2 separate regions of the Mus musculus genome follow, and region 2 is linked to region 1. The links are chromatin contacts, called in public Hi-C maps. All regions are on one chromosome and are shown on one strand. Each heading gives the region's core, a stretch centred on a gene start, on an enhancer-like site or on the middle of the called end of the contact. The rest is flanking DNA. Distances are from core to core; before and after follow the strand shown. Region 1 overlaps Lpar1 (lysophosphatidic acid receptor 1). Region 2 holds the start of Lpar1 (lysophosphatidic acid receptor 1).

Region 1 (4,520 bases), core at 170-2,669:
AGGGGTGGGGCTCACATAGGACTGGAGCTCACATAGGGGTGGGGCTCACATAGGGGTGGGGCTCACATAGGGGTGGGGCCAGGAGTTGAAGGCCAGGTCAGCTATAACTCTACTTCTCTATGTGACCGCCACCTCATGCTCCTGCCAACTTGCCTTTCTAGCCATGACAGCCTGTGACCTCTGGCCTGTGAGCCAGAATAAACCTTCCTCCCTTAAATTGTTTCTATTAGGAATTCTACCATGATGACAAGAAAAGTAACTAATATACGTGGGGGGGGGGGGGTGCTCACTTGCAAGTGCACTAGAGAGGCAGAGGGAGGCGGATCTCTGAGCTCAAGGCTAGCCTGGTCTACATGAGTTCCAGGACAGCCACAACTACACAGTGAAACAAACACACTATCTCAAAAAAAAAAAAAAAAAAAGAAAAGAAAACAGAAATCAGAAAAAAAGAAAAAAACAAACAATAAAAAGCTGGGGCGACCATAAAATTCATAAGACATGATTGTTTTCCCATGGTCAAAACTTAAATATAAAAATTACAGTTAGTACAATTTAATAATACCAGCATAAATCTATCATTGTATCAGAAAGAGCTCGGGACTGGGGAGTGGAATGTAAACAAATGTCTGTTCCTTTTCTCTATTCTTCAGATAAGAACCCTGAAAGGCAGAGAAGAGGAGGAGGAAGAGGAAGAAATCAAAACATATTAAGCCTACTGTTTAAACTGTGACAACTTGCAAAAATTATTCAAATGCGCTGAGGCATACACAATCTATCTGAAAAATCCGAAGCTCACTTTCCACACTGCTGAGGAAGACATGAGCGCTTGGTCTCCTGCTGGTCGTGTTGGAGAAAAGAGCAAACAAGGCAGAGACTGAAATTTTCCCAATGACTCCACCTAAGATTGTTTTTAAGCGGTTTCTTTTTTACTTCGAGAAAAGAAACCAATACTTCCTGATAGAACATAGGGGCAAAAACAAATATATACTCCAGACAAAGCTCAGTCAATATTTGTAAGTGAACGAAACCATGCTAAATCTAAATCGCTACAGCTAGAAACCCTTGTGGAATAAGAAGCTCTCAAATGTTGCCCTGGATAGGGCATGAATATGCAGATCAGATACAATTATTTTAATGACATGTCCCCCAGGGGCAGAAAGTCTGCATTCACACCCTTTTCTCCCTCGCTGGCCACCGCATCTCGAATGTATACTCTGGGACCTCAGTGGCTACTCCGCAAACCAGACGCCCATCTTGGAAAGTTCCTTGCCCAATCAATCTGTGATCTTCGTTCAGAGTCACAACAACCTGGCAAGCCTGAACTCTAAAGGGGTGGTTCTGGAGCTGTCTGAGATCTCTCTGTCCTCTGCTAACTCATCTCTACCTTCCCAGGCATTTATGGAATGTCAGTCATGGATACAGCTTAACACTGTGCCTTCAAAGGGCACCCCAGTGATACACCTGAGTGCCTGCTGGAGCCACTCCCTGTCCATTTGACTTGCTTTTTAATCTCCCACAAGGCAATTACACACTCATTAGCAAAGAGGAAAAACAAACACCTGGCATAAAACACAAAATACTAATTAGACCTGTGTGGTTTAGTAGGGAATCTGATAAGAATGTAAATAATATACTCCGCGGGCATACTTTACAGGAACTTTAATCCATGCTGGGTAAAGAATGAGCAATATGATATAAATGAGGTCAACCTGCTTTCCACTTCTGTGTGTGCATATGTATGTACATATAAATCTGTGTGTCCCAGTATTCGCGCGCGCGTGTGTGTGTGTGTGTGTGTGTGTGTATACATGTGGACACCAGAGATCAATCTCATGTACTGTTCTGCAGGAGACACCCACCTTGACTTTTGAGACAGGATCTTTCACTGGCCTGGATTCGACCAAATATGCTAGGCCGGCTGGCCAGTGAGCTCCAGGGAGCCACCTGTCTCCTTCTCAGGATCTTATGGTTCCATTTCTATTAAAGCAACGGTAGGTTCGAGGCTATGTGCCTTCTTGAAGCACGTGTCATCCTGATTCTAATGCCCAGCCCCCTAACATGGTGTTCAGTAGGGTAGGCAATGGCTCCAAGACCTGGTTCTCTCGTTTTAAATGGGGCCATAGTTGAGCTCTATCCTTCTCAATCAGTCTACAGACTTCTCCCAATAAGGATAGAAAAGAAGCGGCATGGGATTTATTCAAATGTTATTAAATTTATTCTCAGGAAAATAATTCTCATCCTTCTTAGAGCCTCAAATTAAAAACAAGAAAAAGCAGGATGACTTCTCATTGGGATTAAAGATCACAAAACAATACTGATACAAGCGAAAAGATAGCTTTAATCCTAGAGTCCATAGGATACTGAAGACTATGCAAACTAAATGTCTTAAAAGTTTACCTAAAAAAAAAAAAAGTGCATCAAGTGGTTCCTCTAATAAAGCAACAGTGCAGGATAATAAGATGTTTACACGTGTGTGAAGAATCTGTGGAGAATAGTTAATCACCAGTCAGTGAGGGTACTCTTCATCTCATGAAGCCCCCTGTCTACAGGCTAAGCACATCATCACATTGGAGGATTTCCAGAGAATTCTGGGTTGAGCCTAAGAGGAGGAATGATAAGAGCCACTAAAAATACTGGAGACATGCAGGAGTAAATATAGCAGGCATCTTTCAGATGCTTTTCTGAGCTGGGCAAGAACTGCAAACCAATGTTAATGGGCTATCCCCACAGCAGACCACCGTGGTCATTGGCGATGTGGCTTTAAATGCTGCTGAGAAGCAGAAATGGCTTTTGTCTTTGTCTGAGACAGTGCATTTGACCTAAAACCATTAATGATGCTAGAAGTCTTGACAATCTCCATGTTAGTAAAATAATGGATTAGAAAAAAGTATCAATTCACACACAGTGCTGCTAACAGGAAGGGTGGCTTCACGTTGGGAAAATCAATTATAGGAATAAGGAATTGCCCAAACAGGAATGGAATCCCAGTACTCAGGAGCCTGAGGCAGGATATGGAATGGGCCAGAGAGACCAACACCCACACATGGCAACTTGATAGGGCAGTGGGGATTTATTCATTAACTAAGACAATGCTATAACTATTCATTCATTTAAAAATATTACCTATGTCATACACAGAAATTCATTCAGGCTAAATAAACCAGTATCATACACAGAACCCCATTTGAGGTAATATGTTAATATGTATGTATGTATGTATTACATGTGTTATATGTATAATATAGATTTCATTACATTATATTTATTATATTGTTATATATACACTAATCTGAAAAATGTAAATGAGAATTCTTAAAAGTATATTTATAACTTGTGGAGAGTGGGAAGATTTTTTTTTCCCAAATGAGACCAAAACACTGACCAAATTTAATTGATCAAAAAATTAAGAACCCAGTACTATAAAAGACCTTATAATGAATGGTTAAAAAAAAAAACTTGTAGGAAGTTTGGCAATTTACATAGAGAAGATTCTCTTTACATCGAGGAGTAAAGATTCCTTACCAATCAAAAAGGAGAAAAACTGAACAATCCAACAGAAGAAAACATGAGCAAAGATGTGGACAGGCGATCCCCAGGAGAGAAAACCGTGACAGCCAAAGCCACGTGAAAACTCTCCTCACAGGGCATCAGAAGGCTGAGCATAATGTATAGGAAGGTCCAATAGATTTCCATCCCAGCAAAAATTAGCAAATCTAAAAATCACAGCCTGATGAGGATAGCCATACAATGCTGGAGAAAACTCAGTACAAAAGCTTTGAAATATGGTTTCATGAAACCAACTCAAATTCACATATCAGACACTGAGTCCTCCGGGGAAATATCTCAAGTGTGCCTAAGGAGACGCAATATTGTATAATTTAAAATATAGAAGCAACATAACATAAATACTGAACCACCAGAGAAGGAATAAATTACGTCAATACCAAGAAAGTATAGTAAAAAGGAGTTAAATAAAGCCAAACCACATACACTAACCGTGAGGGCGCAGGTATACAGTATACATATGGCGCACTATTCTTACACTAACATTTATAGAAAGACTATAATTATTCCTACTTTCCTCACATAAATGTACCCTCAAACACATGCAAAGAGAATAATAGACATCAATTTCTGATCTGGATGAAGAAATTAACAGTTCTGGACACCTGGAATGAACCTCTGACCTCTACCAGCAAATGCACACACAAAGAGAAGAGAGGCTAATTTCTTCATCCAAAAACTGTAGAGGAAAAAGTCACCTGTGGAGGCAGAGGTGGGGGAATGGGACTCGCTCTACAGTTCTAGCTAGGCTGAAACTCCCTATGCAGACCAGGTAACCCCCAGCCTAATGGAGATCCACCTGCCTCTGCCCTCCAGAGTCCTGGGATTAAAGGCATGAGCCACCATGCTCAACCTGAAGTCACCTTGTTTGAAGACTATCAGTTACTTATTTCTGTGACATCTGCTCTTCTGAGGCTTAAATCAAAACCCTCTGGGAATGAACCTCCATGGAGCAC
Region 2 (4,091 bases), core at 1,210-3,709, 61 kb after region 1:
AAGGGCAGATGGAAGAGGAAGGCAAGGAGAGAGAAAGGAAGGAGAAGAGAGGCAAGGAGAGAGAGATAGGGATGCAAGGAGGAGGGAGGGGAGGAAGGGAGGGAAGAGAGCAGATTAGGAGGAGGAGGGGAGAGAGGAAAGGATGGAAGAAGGGACTGAGGGGGGGTGGCCACACATTAAGCACAGACATTAAAAACTTGACCTTAAACTAAACTTCTAAAGACATTATGAGTCAAATACTTGTAACTTCCCACTGAAATCAGCATGGTGTGTTCTGTTCCGAGCACAAATTTTTACACCAAGTGTCTGAAGAGATCCCTTTTCCTAAAAAAAAAAATCACAAATTTCAGACCGAATGTTATTATGTCCTCAAAGACTCAGCAACCAGGATTTATTCGTCCCCTGGATGTCCCACTAGGTCAAACAACAGATTCTGTAAAAACCAACACCTATAACAGAACCTGGAAAACAAAATCAAGTTACGTTCTGAAGAATACTAACTCTGAATAGAAACAGACGTCTCTGACATGCTGCCACTTAAATTTTCTCTTCTGTGATTTCTTTACCATCATTCACAGGGACGCTGAGCTTTGGGGGATGGTGGCAGCTCCCCTGAGCTGAAGATGCAAAGGGCAGGGTGGGTGGGTAGGTGGTGCCTAGTAGAGGCCAGACCGCAAGGATCACTTAGACCTCATGTCAGATTTAAGCAGCCTCGCAGGTTTGTAATAATAAGGTTGGCAGGAGAAGAAATTATTGCTTTCTTTCGAGGGGAAAGAAAGGAAGTCAGGGAGGGAGGGAGGGAGGGAGGGAGGGAGGGAGGAAGGAAGGAAGGAAGGAAGGAAGGAAGGAAGGAAGGAAGGAAGGAAGAAAGGAACCAGGCAGGCAGGCAGGCAGGCTAGAGAAAGCCAACTCCTACTTAAGTCCCTCTCTCCAAGCATCCCCCTCCTGACGGGTTTCTTTCATCCCACCTTCTTTCTGTTGCCCTCCCATTTCCCCACAAGACTAATTTTTCTTCATTTTCCTTCTTCAACTTCAACTAGTCTCTCATGGAGGAATCACCCACCCTTAGTTCCCAGTTACAGGGAAGATGGCTGAAACAGCAAAGATCATCCTACCCATTCATTTTCCTGATGAGGACACCAAGCCCAGGAGCCCAGAACCCGTTCAGGGTACACCGCTAGGGGACGCTGTGTACAAGGAGGCTCTGATGTGGTTCTGCAAGTCACCCTTCTCAGCCTTTCCGCCTCAAACTGCTTCCCTCTCTTTCTACATTTTTTCCCTCAAATTCACACTCAAGACCAAAGAAAAGGAAAAATAAAATAGAATTTTAAAAAATATTAGAGCCCTGGTGATTATTATTCATGATGTTGCATCTGGAGGAACCAAGGGCAAAAACTAGATGCTATTACAGCTGTGTTTTAATGCAGCTGGCTGTGGTGCACGGGGCCTTAAGCGTAATGTTGATTCCTCTTCCTTGGTATTCATTCCATCTGAAAGAGACTATGTTCTTCCATTTTCTAAGACTTTGAAACCCGGACTTCTGACTTCATAGTCATGTTAGGTGAGCAAAAGACACTTACACAAAAGGATAAGCACGCAGCTCTGTCGAAACGAATAGAGGATTCCGCTTTAATAACTAGCTACCTTCTTCTAGTTGCAGTTAGCAATAGGTATCTCTGACGATGGGTATAGCTTAAGAGTAAAACTTTTCACAAGCCAGTACTCGCTGGAAACCCACATGGAAGGAAAGCTCCGAAGATTTCAACTAAAAAGAAAAAAAAAAGAAGAAGAAGAAGAAACACAGGCGAAAGGAAGAAAGAAAACGGGAGACGAGGAAGAAAGGACTGAGAAAAGAGACAGTCTAGGGCCCCAGCCTGGAAGCAGCAACAAGCCCTGGGTGCCTCACATCAAAGACCAAATGGCAGCAAAGAAAAACAAGCCTAAAGTTTAAAACCATTCACAGTAAAGTCTCCCTCCCTACAGGAGCAAACAGCCGATCAACCCATTCAAGCAAAATCAGGTTTTTCCCCGCCTTGCATTTCCCAGGTACAGACTAAGCCTAGGGCGGCTTCAAGGAAACTTCAGTTTAAATTCCTTAAACTCAAGGGACGACAAAGTCTCTGGTGAGCAGTGAACTGAGCGCGGGACGCGCGGACACCCGAGCCATCTAAGTCGTCGGGGACGCGGCACCAATAAACTTGGGGAGCCCCTTGCCAGCCCTCTCGCGTCCCCAACCCGATCCAGGTAAGCAACAGGAGGCCACCTACGTGTCACTTGGACGGACCCTGGGGCGCACTGACCTGGCCAAAGGTCGGGAGGGCCGCCCGGGCGGCTGCGGCGACTTCCCTCCCGGGCTGAGTTCCACCGGCTGGTGCGGGAGGCCAGGGCAGCCTCGCCTCCTGCAGGCGGCCTCACACACGCGCGCACACCCACCCACTCCGGGCCCGCGGGCGCGCGCACTCAGGCGCTCACGCGCACGGCTACAAAGCGGCGGGTGGTGGGACAGTGCGAGCCGATCGCGCCGATGGGAGGCGGGGCGGTCGCCACCCGCGCCGCGCCAAGGGACACCCGGCCGCCGTGTCTTTACCTGCTAGGTCCAGCTCCGCAGTTCACGCAGCCGCCGGGCCAACCCAACCCAAGCCTCACCCCAGCACAACCCGGAGCCTACGGAGGGCAGCACTGTGCTGGAGGACAAGAGTCACAACTCCCGGGGCTTTACTGCCGCCCAGTTCCAACTTCCCGGGCTCAAGGAACAGGCAGGCAGCAGAAGAGGCACGGGTGCCAGCCTCCTTACCTCTCCTCCTTCTGGCGCTTTCTGCCACATCCACAGAGCACAAGTCAGAAACTCCCCGCACCCCAAAGCGCCTTTCCTCCCAAGCCGCTCTGCTCTCCTTACCTGCGTGGCACCCACAGCGACTCTGCCTCCTGTGGTCCCCTCCCCCAGTCATTCACTGAACTTCCCGCGCTGCTGCAGGTCGGGGAGGGGGTGGGGGTGAGGGGAGCCTAAGCTTTTCATTCAGTACCTTCGCGGCGCTCCCTTGACCCTCCACAGCAGACACACCCACCTCCGTCACCCCTGGCCCCTCCTGTGCTCACCCCAGCGCCAGGCCTCTTGCAGAGCTTTGGTGGACGCCCTGCATGGTGCATGCTTTGTTGCTGTCCCCTCCTCATTTGAAAAGCCCTGGAAACCATCACAGAGCCTGGGGAAAACAAGAAAAGAAAGGGGGGGGGGGGAGAGAGAACTTGGTGTATGGCCTCCTCCGAGTTGAGTTTCTAAACTTTTTCAGGCAGCACACAAAGTTTCAACCAGCACAGCCCTGTACTTCAGGCCATAGAAAAGCAATAGTTGGCTTTGCAATTGCAAATCAAAGCGAGCGTGCCTTTGTGTCCCTAGAGCTATGATTATAAATTTCTCTTCAGCTAGGAGTGTAACTTTCCAAGGGCAAACTAAGATTTTTCATAGGGCAATTAAGGGCAGGGAAGGCACACCTGGAAGTGTAGGCGGAGGCAGGACCTAAGAATCATTTTCTGGAGACTTCCATCTCAGAAGCCTTACCATCACTCAGTAGTAGATGCGGACAGAGAGAGAGGACTCTCCAGCCGGTCTTCACCCACCTGCTTCACACTCCAGGCCCCCAGGGTGTGTTGAGTCATCAGAATTTTCTGCCTCAACCCACAGCGGAGTCCTCCACACATCAAAAGCAGATGCCTGGGAGTAAAAGCCTGAGGGACATCTAGGGTTGTAGTACCACAGAAAAGCAGGACTGGCTGGCGGCACCGTAGCTGACAGAAAATGAAAGGCAGCGAGGGAGTGGATGGACAACCCCTTGCTTCGTACAAAGAGGTCGCTGCCTAGCAGCTATGGGCAGAGCTGATAAGATAAGACACTGGGGGTTGGATAGTTCCCAAGCTTTCAACAGGTTGTGACTTGATGGGACCATGACCATTTCCTGTCCATGATTTTTCACGGTGCTCAAAACTGAACTGTAAAGCTGGTCGTTTATTTATTCTCCAAAGCTGTTTACTTTTAAGAATTTTGAGCCGGGAGGTGGTAGCACACGCCTTTAATCCCCACACTTGGGAGGCAGAGG

What was found. Hi-C and Micro-C count contacts between places; a contact is called where the count stands out from the background.
Region 2: a Hi-C map of morula shows a contact between it and region 1, with 3 times the contacts expected there. The contact joins the promoter of Lpar1 here to the enhancer-like site in region 1. A contact is called at or near these places in 1 of 39 promoter capture datasets (frontonasal cranial neural crest), 1 of 15 datasets of contacts at CTCF or cohesin (the NIH/3T3 cell line), 16 of 484 Hi-C or Micro-C datasets (the 3T3-L1 cell line, the HL-1 cell line, adipose-derived mesenchymal stem cells and 12 more), 6 of 115 datasets of contacts at active chromatin or transcription factors (embryonic limb bud, embryonic stem cells and neural progenitor cells) and 4 of 9 other capture datasets (adipose tissue, liver, macrophages and 1 more).

What each region holds. Positions count from the first base shown.
Region 1 is chr4:58,490,527-58,495,046 of GRCm38.p6, forward strand. All of the region lies in intron 2 of Lpar1 (lysophosphatidic acid receptor 1), which reads right to left. Among named protein-coding and RNA genes, the nearest start is that of Mir3095, 52 kb to the left of the region's middle. Within about 2 kb of position 1,420, at least 15 of the 459 cell types and tissues checked have an H3K27ac peak or open chromatin away from gene starts, as enhancers often do. A contact at or near this core is called in morula, where this site is marked.
Region 2 is chr4:58,550,834-58,554,924 of GRCm38.p6, forward strand. It overlaps Lpar1 (lysophosphatidic acid receptor 1), which reads right to left and starts at 2,460. Exons shown (of 4, transcript NM_172989.1): 1 at 2,301-2,460.